Linked DNA regions of Gossypium hirsutum: region 2 is linked to region 1. A link is a contact called in public Hi-C data. All regions are on one chromosome and are shown on one strand. The core of a region is the stretch at or near the end of the contact, and the rest is flanking DNA. Distances in the headings are between cores, read along the strand shown. Region 1 holds the start of LOC107914433 (SAL1 phosphatase). Region 2 has its middle 7.2 kb from the start of LOC107896741.

The links. Hi-C and Micro-C count contacts between places; a contact is called where the count stands out from the background.
Region 2: a Hi-C map of leaf shows a contact between it and region 1, with 2.6 times the contacts expected there. The contact joins the enhancer-like site here to the promoter of LOC107914433 in region 1. A contact is called at or near these places in 10 of 34 Hi-C or Micro-C datasets (anther, fibers, hypocotyl and 2 more).

What each region holds. Positions count from the first base shown.
Region 1 is chrD10:17,062,338-17,069,240 of Gossypium_hirsutum_v2.1, forward strand. LOC107914433 (SAL1 phosphatase) reads right to left here and starts at 4,397. Exons shown (of 8, transcript XM_041102123.1): 1 at 4,152-4,397; 2 at 3,947-4,028; 3 at 635-705; 4 at 3-205. The coding sequence starts at 4,217. LOC121222041 reads left to right here and starts at 4,752. Exons shown (of 9, transcript XM_041101925.1): 1 at 4,752-4,784; 2 at 4,910-5,032; 3 at 5,104-5,241; 4 at 5,979-6,068; 5 at 6,176-6,198. The coding sequence starts at 4,752.
Region 2 is chrD10:17,145,668-17,152,570 of Gossypium_hirsutum_v2.1, forward strand. No RefSeq gene overlaps it. Among protein-coding and RNA genes, the nearest start is that of LOC107896741, 7.2 kb to the right of the region's middle. Within about 2 kb of position 2,709, at least 3 of the 9 cell types and tissues checked have an H3K27ac peak or open chromatin away from gene starts, as enhancers often do. A contact at or near this core is called in hypocotyl and leaf, where this site is marked.

The DNA.
Region 1 (6,903 bases), core at 3,147-5,646:
ACCCTTTAGTGCCATCTATAGGATCCAAAACCCAGTGTCGACCTTGGGAGCCACCTTCAGATTTGCCACTGTCAATGGCTTTAAGAACATCTTCTGAGGATAAACTAACACCGTATGATCCGTCACTAGTTAGAGATTCATTCACAAGTTTGGTAATTCGTTCTACTATTTCCCCACCACCATCCTTGCGAAGATCAATCGAATCCTAAACAAAATCCAAAACATCATTTAGAAGAAAGTAAAAAAAAAAAAGAAAAAAGGATGGTTTATGAATCTTCCTACGACTAAAGATCGGAATGGGAATGTAGCAGAAATGTTACCAATTCACCATCACTCTGTAGTTAGTATCCACTATAAAGGTGTAGTATTTTTGAAAACCAGTCACCTCCTCCATGAATGTATAAATCCATCCCACCTTAATACTTTCCCTCTTCAAAATACGTAAAAGATAAAACATTCTCCAAAGTTGTGAAAATATCTATTCTATTGTTTCCGAACATTCATGAAGGTTCGAAAATTATCAGACTTTTGTGTGTACCAGTCCATAAACACCTTTTAAGTAGAGACAGATAGGATAACCTCCAATTATCCTTCCTACTTGCAACCATTTTTCAGAAAAAGAAGAGATTTTTACCTCCTCGGCAACTAATGAGAATTCACCGGGAAATTCCTGCTGCAGCACAAAACTAACCAGTGCTTGTGAGCCTGATGAAAGTTTTAAAATTTAAAAACATATCTCAGTAAGATTTGCCAATCATGAAGGTTGGAAGATGCTGAGGTCAATAATATACAAAACTTAAGGACTACTATGCTGAGGTCAATAATATAATGTAATTAGTAATTACACTCGAGATGTGCTCAATTAATATAATTTTAAGTTAACCAAGTTGTTGAGAAGTCTTGTTTTACGATTCTAACTTGATTTCAAATATTTTCGAATTGAGTAGAGTGAAATGAAATTTGAGTCGAGTCGAGTCGAATCGAATCAAGTGAAATTATTCCAGTTAAATTAAAATTTTAAATATGTCAAATTAAAATCTTGATTGCAATATAATTAATTCCACGTTAGAGAACATAAATTTGAAACACTGTATATTTGAAAGCTCTTTCAAAGCAAAATAAAATAAAAATAAGATAGTTAGGTCCTCAAGATTATTATTTTAATTTTTTTAATTTTTAACTTTTTATATATTCTTTTGAATTTTTATATTTTTTAAATAATTTTTTAAAGCTTTTTATGAAATTTTGTAATTTTTATCAATATATTGAATTCTTTTGTAATTTTTGTTGAAGAGATCAATTTATTTATTTTCAAAATTGACAAAGATGAAAGAGATATTTACACCAATTTATTATTTGAGTTAATCGAATTATTTGAATTATTCGAGTTGTCAAATTCAACTTTATAATTTAACTCGACTTCGAACTCAAAAAACTAAATTAATTATTTGAATTAACTTTAAAAACTGAATAAAAGTTGGAAAAAATAATATTTTTTCCAAGTTGAACAATACATATAGCAGAGCCATAATATTCTTTCAACAATGAAAAATTCTACTTATTTCAGATTGGAAACTCTAAATATACTAGGAAAACAAATTAGGAAAGGCAGTCAACAATTAGACTGCAAATATTATGCTTAAAACGATAAAAATTATTGACAAGGGAGAAATAATTTTTTTTTCAACCAATCATACTTATATTAGTCTAATTGATAGACTGCAACTAAATCCACTCAATTTAATTATAAAACCTATCACTTTTATTTTACAAAATTTTATCCACAGTTTATCTAAAAAAATTAGTTGATAACTAAAGTAGTGAAAATTAGAATTATGTAATAAATATATTTATAAAAAAATTAATATAAAAGATAAGAAGTTTTGGTTGAAATAATAAAATTAAGTTTAATATGTGCGGATAGTTGTAGTATAAAATTTGAGATTTCGTCTATATATTTTAAAAATTTAAAAGTTTAATCATTTTACTTTTTCAATATAAAAATTTTAGTATAATTATTATCGTTATTGATAGTTGTTTTCAAAATTAATCAATTTAACATGTTTATTTTTTGTTAATCATTAGCCTAATCAAAATTTCAATTTGAACAATTTTGACAAAAAAAATATTTAAGATTGAACCGAGATTTTTAAATAAAAAAAGTAAGACTTAGTTTTTAACATTTTAAGTATAATGACTAAATCTCAAATTTTGTCTAAGTATAGTTAGTTAAATATTTGAAATTCATTGTATTACATATTAAATTTTACTATGATTAAGTTTTTATTAATTTTATATAGAAAAAATAAAAACACTATTGTAATAATATAACTTCCGTTGTGTATAAAAGGCTTAATTCATTATTTGGTTCTTGAAGTATACTAATTTTCTTACTTTGATACTTGATTTTTTTACCCAATTTGCTATTTAAAATATGCTCCCGTTATATTTTTTGTCCATTAAAAAAAATTGGTGACCAATCAAATAATGTCACGCGGTGTTCTTTTATTAAAAATATGATTTAATTCAAAATTTGGACCATGAAATATACCATTTTTTCACTTCAGAAGTTAATTTTTTATTATTATCAAATATGTATATTCTTTTATCAAATATTTGATTAGGTTATGTTGATAGAGTAAATTAAGAGAATAAGTTAGATGGAAACAATAATTTTTATAATTTCTTTCTATTTTTATAATATGTATACATTTTTTTCTGAATTTTTAATATATTTATTCCTATTTTTATAATTTATATATATTTGATAAAAATATATTTCTTTAACAAAAGAAAATGTATATTCAATAAATTTTTTTTACCGAAAATAAATATACTTTAAGGTCAAATTGTGAATTAAACCCTTTTTTAAGTTTTTTTTTTAATAAAGTTGTTAAAAAACCTATTGTCACGACACATTCAACTACTCAGAATATACCACGTGGCAATTAAGTTTATTTAAAATAAAAATATTGATCCATCATTGATTAGACATTAACTAACTACTGATCAATGTTGACTTGTATTGATCAACCATTAACCATTGTTGATCGATATTGACCGACAGTTGAGTGATTAGATGGCGCTGTTATAACATGCCACTACCTTCTTTTTATTTTTTAATATTATATATAATATATTGTTTAAAAGGTAAAAATATATATAATATCTAAATAATTCAAAAAAAATTAAATTTTTTTTATAAAATTCTAAAATATATAAATATAAATTTTTAAAAAATAAAAATATTATATGAAAGTTTTTTTTTGGTAGAAAAGAGACAACACTAGGCAATTATAATAACCAATTCATAAAATAAAAGGATCTAGACTCGATCTTCAACCAACAAATCTCTAATCGAAATTGACATAACTGCAAATAAACGAAAAATATATATCTAAATTTATAAAATCTCAAAACTTTATGTATATATATATTTGAATTTTGTCAATTTTTGGTAGGTAAATGTTTTCATTTTAAATAAACTTAATTGCCATATGATACATTTTCATTAGTTGGATATGTCATTTGACACATTTTGATTGGCATCATGTGTCAACTAGTTTTTTAACACCATTACAAAAAAATTTGAACCGGATAATAAAATGATAATTTAAATATTAATCTGGGACAAAATAAAAACAATTTAAGTCCAAATTTAACATAAAGCTTTAAGAAAATATCGGATGTATGCTTTAGGTAACATTGAAAAAAAACTTTAAATACTAAATTAGAAAAGAATTAGATATAAGAAAATGAGTATATTTGAAAGCAAAATTGTGAATTAAGCCACATAATTTCAACTTGTGGGTCTTAATCATATGCTTAAAAGGGAATTGAAACACGTTCTGAATCCAGAATGTATATTTAAATAAGAAACAAAAAGATTAAGGCAAAAGAAAAGAGCAAGTCAACGAGAGGCGCAAAGAAAGTTAAGGAAACGTACCATAATCAGCTACTGTTACGGGACTTTTATTCCTACCATGTTTTGATCGAACATCTGATTGAAGCAACGCCTTTTGAACTTTCTGAAACCCACACAAACCCTAATTCAGTTTCCATAGAAAAATATTGAACATCCAAAACAGAAAATGCAGAGAAAATGGGGGTTTTTGTTTTTGTTTTTGGTTTTTGGTGAGAAGGGAAATTACCCGACAGAGACGAGCAGCGAGAGAGGCAGCTTTGATGGCGGCAGCCAGCTCTTTATCATAAGCCATTGCAAAAGCCTCAGAAGGAGGAAGGGGCAAGTACTTGAGATGAAGAAGAAGAGAGAGGGTTGCGACTAATAAAAGACAAATTTTAAAGTACGAAACTTCGCGCTATCAGCCGATTGAGTATTGAAATTTCCAGCAACTTTCAGTTTCACTTTCTCGTTCTGAATAATGATTAATTTATATCCGACCAAAGATATTTATTGTGAAATACTGAAAATTCATTGGCAGCTGATGTGTGGTGCTTCCTCAATCATCACCTAATTGTTTGTTTAATTAAGTTTAATCATTAGTCAATAATTTATGAGTTTTATTTTTGTAAATTTCAGCTTCTAAGAACATACCATGCCTTTGCAAAAATTGTTAAAAATGTTATATGTAGAATGTGATTAATGTGTTATAACAGTCAAATTTTGATACAAAATTCAATAAATTAAAATTTATCATATCAAATTATTAAAAATAAAAAAATTAGATGTGAAAGTGTCCTTAAATCTATTCTATCGATATTAAAAATTGACAACTCTCTCTTTTGCAAAGATGGATTACAAAAAAGTTACACGTCCAATTTGGGTACCATCACCACCAAAACGTTCCCCACTTTGCCCTCTCCCACTTTCTCCCTCCGTTCCTTCCATATTTCTCTCTTCCAATTTTTCTGTCATCTTTTTCTGCTTTCTTTTTCTTTCTCTCAATAGAGTTTTTCTTTTCCTCTCTTCCGTTTCTTTTTCTTGATCTATAAAAATTCCACCGATTGTTGGAAAGACCAAGAGAGGAAAATTAAATCAAAATTAAATCACAAGTATAGGCAAAAGCGCAAGGTGAACTAAATGGTGGAACTTTATGATTGCCATGATTTCTGTAGTTTTGATGTTAACATTTTGCTGTGCAGATAACAACAGATGAACATGTTGCCGAGATTAAACACTTGAAAGAGGAAAATGAACAGTTAAAGGCTGAGAATAGAAGGTTAAAACAGAAAATACTGCTCCCCCGTGGGCAACTTGAGCATCAATGTTTTTCAGCCCAGGTAACCAAGTGTTTGGTTATTTTGAGGTTTCCCTCTTTTCATGCTCCATCAATATTCAGATATGATGACCTAATTAATTTCCAGGAAGGGTTTCTATTTTGCATTTTTGGGTTTGCTTCTTTTGCTGGGTATTTTTTTTTTGTCTTGGTTCTGGTTTTAATGCCCTTTGGCTTGCTTAAAAACTCCGTTTGGTGTCTGCTAACTTAAACTTACTATCATTTTGGATTCACATGATCTTCGTTTTAGTTTAGTGTATGGTATGGCGTCGAATTATGTAATTTTAGCTTAAGCTGTTAATGCTTTAATGGGCCTTGTGTGCTTAAAACAGTAATTTGTTTGCTGTAATTTATTGATTCTAAACTCTGTTGATTTTTCTAAGGTTTGATATGTATAATTTTTTTTACTATATGTTTCATTTATACCATTGATTGCATCTATAGAATTTATGTTTCATAGTATACATGTTTCCTGGTGTTGGAATCTTGGGTGTTCATTTATACCATTGATTGCATCTGATTTTTTTTTTTTAATTTCCACTGGTTCAGTTAATTTCTTGTAAGAATGGCTGCAGCCAAAATGCAGAGAACAAAATATTAAAACAAGGGTATTTAGTTGCTTTTATTTTACCACTACATCTACTTAATTTCATAATATCTAACCAAGGGCCTTTAGTTACTTTTATTTTAGTTTGTGCAGTCCATAGGTCTGAAGTAGAGTTTTAACTTCATTTTTCCAAGGTATTTAGTTACTATCCTTATCGAAAAGGGGTGCGGCTTGTGGAGTTTCTACATAATGTGCTTAATCTAAAGACCCTTATTCTAGATCTGGTATGAAGAATTCTCTAAGTGCTCTTATTCATTTATCGATAATTACATCAAAACTTGAAGCATACAAACCAACTAACATCTCTTTTTAATTTTGTGTGGGAGTTTAGGCTGATGGTGAAGAAGTATTGAGGTCACTACTTATACTTTCTTGTTTATCATTTCATATCAAGGAGACCAAAATTTCTGGAGTTGATGAAAGCAAATATGCGTTTGAAATGATTAGTTATTTCTTGAACTATGCAATGGTTCTAGAGAAGCACATATTAAGAATGATTAACCTGCTTGAAAAAGATGAATTGTGTATCTTGAAAAAACTATTGAGGTTACCAACGAATTCAAAGAAATGTGAAGTTGTCGTACACTAGTATTTCTTATGTTATGGTTGGAACTATTCACTATCTCTATAAGTTTGGTTTTGTGTAGCACTTTTGAGAAATTAAATGCCATATGGTGTTGTGGTTAGAAATGTTCATTGTTTGCTATATGTGTATTTGGTTTATGTAACAGGTTAGAACAGTTTGTTGAATGTAGTGGGTTTGATTTTGAGTAGCCCTTTTTGTTGGGTTCAGATAGAAGCAGCTGCTTCGCATGATAATAGAATCATTATTTTGTGGTTTTGATTTTTCCTCTGTCATTGATATTCAACGTTTCACTCAATCATAAAGAACATCATATCATGCTTGTACGTTATTTCTACAAGCTATTATATTTGGACTATATAACAGAACAAGCCTATTTCTACAAACTATTACTGTGCTCCTCGGTAAAGCATATATGTGCATCTTGAATGTTGTACTTTATTTTGCTGGTGGATATATATGTGCTTTGGTTTCAT
Region 2 (6,903 bases), core at 1,459-3,958, 82 kb after region 1:
CTCATCATTTCAAACAAAAATTTTAGGTTAAATTATACAATTGATCCTTCAATTTTTTTCGTTTTGAGCAATTTAATTTTTTTCTTTTACGTTAAAAGAGATGGAGAATGAAGGAAAATAGAGGGAGCAGCAGAAGAGAATGGAAAATAAACAAAAAAAAAGGGAAAAGTTAAAAGAATATAAAAAAAAAAGTAAATTGCTCAAAACAAAAAAAAATATGGGGAACAATTATATAAATTAATCTAAATTTTTTGTTTGAAATGATAATTTAACGTGTTATGTCAGCTTATAGTTACACCATTAACGACAATTAACAATGACTAAAATGTTACAATACGTTAATATAAGTAACTAAAACGTAACATTTCAAAATAAATAACTAAAATGTAACTTGAGGAAAACAAAAGTGACTATTTTGATAGTTTACTCATAAAAATTCTATTAATTTCTAAAAAATTTCTAGTGAAATTTTTGGTCAAAAGTTTTAAAAAAAAACAATGGCCGGATTTTCTTTTAATTTTTGTATTTTTTCGATATATATTACTTACCGAAAATTAAGTGTGTATTTTTTAGAGTTAAAATATGTTATAAATTTTTGTATTTTTATAAACTTAAAATTTAGTTTTTATATTTTTATTTGTAGGATTTTAGTTCCTATTTTTTAGATTTCGAAACTTAAGTCCAATTATTATTAACATTGTTAAAAATATTTTGTTGAATTTAAGTTTATTACAATGCTATTTTTTAATTATATGGCTATTAAGTGCTTTTTTATTTAAATGTCACATTAACAAATTTAACAAAAAAATTAATAATATTAATAATTAAACTTAAATTTAGAAATTTGGGAAATAAAAATATTAAATTCTTAAAAATAAAAATAAAAAATTAAATTTCGAATTTGTGATGGTTACATGCGTATTTTAACCTTTTGTTAGTGTTCGTGTTCTCTATCTGTTTTGGTTGCTTCTGATGAGTTGGAACTAGAGGTGACCATGGGTCGGGCCGGGTCGAAACAAAAATTTTAGGCCTGTTTTCTAGGCCTGGGCCAGGCCCAGCCCGAAATATGGGCCTAAAAATTTATCCAAGCCTGGCCCGATAGAAAATTGCTAAGCCCGAGCTCTGCCCGGCCCAACCCATATTAAATATATATTTAATATATAATATATATTTGATTAAAAATAAAAAATATATATTTAATATAAAATTCAGGCCAGGCCCGGGACAAAAAAGTTTTACTTGAGGCCTGGCCCGTTTTCTAGATGGGCTTCATTTTTTTGCCCAAACCCATATTTCGGGACTATATTTTTACCCAAACCCTCCCATTTTTCGGGCGGGCCGTTGGCCGGGCCGGGTAGCCCAACCCATGATCACCTCTAGTTGGAACTACATTGGGAGGGAAAAGGGAACCGTATGGGTGAGAAACTTTTAGTCAAATTATGCTATTAGACCTCATACTTTGAGTAAGTTATAGATTTAGTACTTGCATTTTAATTTGGTCATTTTCAATCCTAACCAATTGATAAATATTAAATTCATTAAGTTAAGATAAGTTATTTTTAAAATTTGATGCGCCAAACATATTATCACATATGTAATGCTATGTCTGTTTGTTTATTTCATATATTACTAAAAAAACCAGTTAATAGATTTAATGACTCTCATTTGCATTAATACTAGAATTTTGGAATTCAAAAATATAGCCACTAAGAATGATCCAATTAGTGAACATGGACTGAATATATACTTTATGTGTAATAAAGGACTAATAACATAATTTAACTAAATAAATTTAACTGCTACCATTAGGTTAGAACTAAAATTTTAAATTTTGAAAAATATAAAAACTAAAATTGACCAAATTCAGGTGTTGGTACTAAATCCATAATTTATACAAATATTAGACCTAATGGTCGAAACTTTTTGTTTGGTTTCCCAAAAAAGTTGGCCCAAAAACACATCCCATTGAGTCTTTGTTTCTTCAAATAATCTTTAATTTTTAGTATTCCTTGGACAGGGTTGTGTGTCTTTTCTACGACTTAAAAACAATAAAACTTAGATGAAAAACTTAAAACTCTGCTTGATAAAAATTTAGGGTGAATTTATGGATCAAAAGGGAAAAAACCGATGGTGATGAATTTTTATTTTTATTTATATATTTTGAGAATCTTTTAGATTTGTATATATTTTGATATTTAAAATAATAATATATTTTATTTTTTTAGATTTTTTAAACTTTTATATATATTTAAAAAAATTATGATAATAGGAGTCATTATTTTCTGTCCAATCTCATAACCCTATTATAGGAAAAAAAAACTAAAATAGTAGGTGAAAAAAAATAAGTAGAAAAGAACATAAATATTAGGTTGGGGGAAGTATCAAATTTATAGACCAAATGAGTAATTAAGTTTAAAAATTATTTTGCAATTTGACTGGATGAATAGTGTATTTAATTAAGTTTCTTTTACCTAAAATTATAAATACAAAATAAAGTTTTCAAATTACGTGCATCAATTAGCAACTTAAAAAAAAGTATTTTTTTATTATTGTTTTAAAGAAATAATGATATTGACCAGCAGATTCTAATATTATACAGTGTCATTAAAATATCTAAAGTAGTGGGAAATTGAACAGTTGAAATGGCAGTCAAGATAGTGTTCAAAATCCGATATATATATATATAGGATTTCTTGTTTTCCTTTTTCTGGATAAGGATATAACTTCTTGGTTTTTTTAATCCATGCTCTCTCTATATAAAATAAAGAAGGCATAAGCCATTCCTTACCAAACACGTATCAATAAAATGTTTTTGTTTTTTCAATATATTATAATAATTAAATTTTAGTTTCTGTCCTTATATTACATTTAAATTTTATATTTAATTTATATTTTTTAATTTTTAGTGTAATTTTAAATTATATTTTTTATAATATCATTAGTTAATATAAATATTTATTTATTAATATAATATTAATGTGAATTTTTAAAATTACAAACATCATTAAATTTTTTTAAAATTTATATACAAGGTAAAATAAGGCTTAAAGGCCGTTTTTTCTAATTAGGGTTTTAGGCCGATTTTAAATTTAATTAGGGATATAAACCGATTTTGCTATTCAACTAACAGTCAAATCCCAACGATTTTTTGAATGTTGCCGCCAACGGTAAGAAAAAAATTTAAAACTCCTAACGGTAACCTTTTTTTACCCTATAAATATCCCTTAAATTTTTATTTTTCATTCACATTCTTCTCTCAACTCTCTCAATTCTTTCAAATTCTTTCAAATCCTCTCAAGTCTCTCAAGTATCTAGTTTCTAATAATTTTTTATATTTTTTTTAAAAAATTATTATTTTTAACTATCTCGTTTTTATTCTTTTAAATCGATTTCTCACGAATGGTCGCCTCCCTAATCTGCTTCGACGACAGCATATTTTCGTCATCCAATTTGTAATGGTAAGACCGGAATTTAATTTTTTTTAATTTCAATAATGCTAAATTTAATTTTTTATAATTATTTTTTTGTGTAAATAGGCGGATGATCGTATTCTGGAGTGGTTCATCCATAATATGGGAAAGCGTGTGATTCCTAAAATTCGTGGCCACTTGCAAGTGATTGGATTCTTATATGTGTCTCACATGTCTAGGGGCTGCAAACTCGATTTACAACTAATCAGCGAATTGATGGAAAGATGGGGCCCCGAAACACACACTTTCCACCTTCCCCGTAGTGAGTGTACAATCACATTGGAAGATGTAACGCTACAACTAGGTTTGCCAATGGATGGGCCAGTCATCATGAGATCTGAGATCGTTTCGAACAAAGTGACCTTTTGCCGATCATTATTGGGAAAGGTCCCGGACAAGTTTGAAGGTGGTCGGATATCGATGAACTGGTTGAAAGATAATTTTGATGAGCTCCTTGAAGACCCTTAAGACCAAACGGAGGAGGTGATACAAGAATACGTCCAAGCATACATCATGAGGTTAATTGGGGGCATTTAAATGCCCGACAAATCTCAAAATTTGGTGTACATAAGGTGGCTACTACATCTAGTGGACTTCAATGATTGCGGGAAACTAAATTAGGGATTTTTTGTATTGTCCTTGTTATATCGGGAGATGTGTCGGGCCACGAACCTGAGGTCGGTGTCGATTGGTGGTTGTCTGCTCCTGCTGCAGTCGTGGGCCTAGTGGCGACTACCGTTTCTACGTCCCAAGGTGACCAATCCATATATGTTCTCGTTGGTGATGTGGTAAACATAATTTATTAACAAATTCAAAATTTGTATAATGATTTGTATTATTATACGTTTCGAATAACATATCACTTATACAGGTGGAACCATGGGCCGAGCTATGTAGGACTGCCCGAGGTTCTAGAAGATATTAAGCTATTGTTAGATCGACGGTCGGAAGCTGAGGTTAGTTACCTATTCTTTTAACCCTATATTAATTATGTAATGATTCGTAAAACAAATTTCATAAATAACGATATTTAGAATTTTGCTTATCAGTTTGAATGGATGTCGTACGCCGACACCGATGTTATATCTTACATCCTGCCAAAAGTGTTGGGAAATCGATAGATGTGGGACGCGAATGTGCCATTGATAATATACACAACAGTGGAAATGCACGAATCATACTGGGTGGTGTTGTTGTTTGGGTAGAGGCAACGAATTTCGCCGCCACCACAAGACCTGAAGGAACTGCACAAGGTGGACATACGGAGGAAAGACAACATCAACTGGTCGGTGCAGCACGAGAATCACATCCAAGCGTGGGATTGTAGGTTGCAATCCATACCCATTTGTGAATAAATTTTCTCAGCTGACACGGGGACAATTGATAATTACTTAACATAGTTCAGAACAGAACCATCGATAAGCCGTATCTACTATCACCGAAGGAGAGGAGTCAGCAAATTTGGGCGAAGAGGTCACGTCGACCTCCACAGCAAACTAGGAGAGGATGTGGTCGCACGACGGGTTCGTCATCCGTTCCAGCAGAAGATGAGCCACTATGGCTTTGCAATATTCGGGTCACTTCCCTCCAGGTATTCCTATTCAATTAACTAACCCTGTGTTTTATTCACAAGCACTACTATCGCACGTGGCTGATTATTCTATTACCGCAGGTACATATTTTGCTCCATCGACGTCCTTTGTATACTATACCCCTGCACAGATGTCAATGCCAAACCCCGTGTTAGGACAGTCACCGACGTGCCCACCGCTACCAATACAAGTGCTCACTCAGTAGTCGATGGCGATGTTGATGTCCGGTACCTTTCTAACATACTGAGGATTTGAGGCACCTTATGTTTTCACGCCTATAGTGACCCAAATACCACACGCATTACTATTTACCTTGTTATCGACAACCAAATAAATTTTATGTCCTTAAAACCGATTACAATACGAAACATTAACCTTTATAGTTATATTGAATACAACAAACACTCAGGACTATATGAAATTTGGTTAAAAGAAATGCTATTGATGCTAGGGCCCGAATGTTTCCCTATATAGAGAATAAGTAGGTTTTGTATACCCTGAGTTTCTACAATACCCGCATAATTTTTGTTGATCATGCCTCTCCCAAAATTATTCCTTATTTGGGTGGAATTTGGTAAACCTTTTGGGATGCGACGCAAATCTTTGTTTGGTACCAACTCGAACGACACGCAGGACACAGGTGGCCACATAATTTTATCTGGGACGGGTGGGAATTCAAAACTCCATACACTTCGAATGCTTGTAATCGGTAAACGTGGTTGATGTAAGGCGCGTACTCAATCCGTATGTTCTCACATGCGACAACTGCATGTGCGCATGGAAACCAAAGTGCTTGGAAGCTCTCATATTTACAGGTCCCTTCCTTTAGGTTCACACAATACGATGCACCCCACATTTCCTGGTCGGGCTAGCATGCTGAATGACTCAAAAATTGAGGTTTCAATGTGAGTGGTACACTGCATACATTATGGTCGCTCTCATTATACTTCAACAAATCTCTTTTATCATGTCATCGCAGAACGTACTACCGCTCATTATTTGTTCAGCATATGCCGACTCCCTCTTAAGAAATAAGGCAACTAGTCAAAAGTATGTCTCTTTAACAACCGATGTTACTGGCAAATGACGCGTCCCCTTCAGTACTGAATTGATGCACTTCACCAAGTTTGATGTCATGTGCCCGTATCGTAGACCCCCGTCACATGACTGCATCCACTATTCGAATAGTATATTTGAAACATAAGCCGCACCGCATGCGTTAATGGTACTCAAGTTGTTCAACTTTTAATGAAAAACATGTTGGACGAGCTCGTAACCTATCGATAAATAGGTACTAGTTAGTGCAATGAAATAAACCCGTAATTGAAAATTTGATTTGGGAGAAGCGGACAAGTTTGGGCACTAATTTTAGCTAGTTAAACAAATTCAAGAAAAAACCTCTACGAGAAGAAGAAGAAACTTAGGTTGAGTGAAGAAGAAGAAGAAGAAGAAGAAGAAGAAGAAGAAGAAGAAGAAGAAGAAGAAAGAAGGAAAAAAAGGAATGACAAAAAATTGGGCGGAGAAAATTCAAAAGAATTTTTTTAATTTTTTTAGATTATAATGTCACTATGACGTCATTTATGTCAAGTGTCACAATCTTTTTCTACCATGTGTCCTAGACTTAACGGCGTTAGACTAAGGTACCAATTTAGTTAACGGAAAAAAAGCTCGGGTACTAATCTGGGACAAAAAAAATACCATAAGTACCAATTTGGGAGAAGTGGACAAATTTGGGCACTAATTTTATATTTAACCCAATTGATGATATGTTTGTATTATATTGATTTACATATTATTTTGAACAGTTATGTAATCTTAGTGATTTTGGCATCTAAAGGACT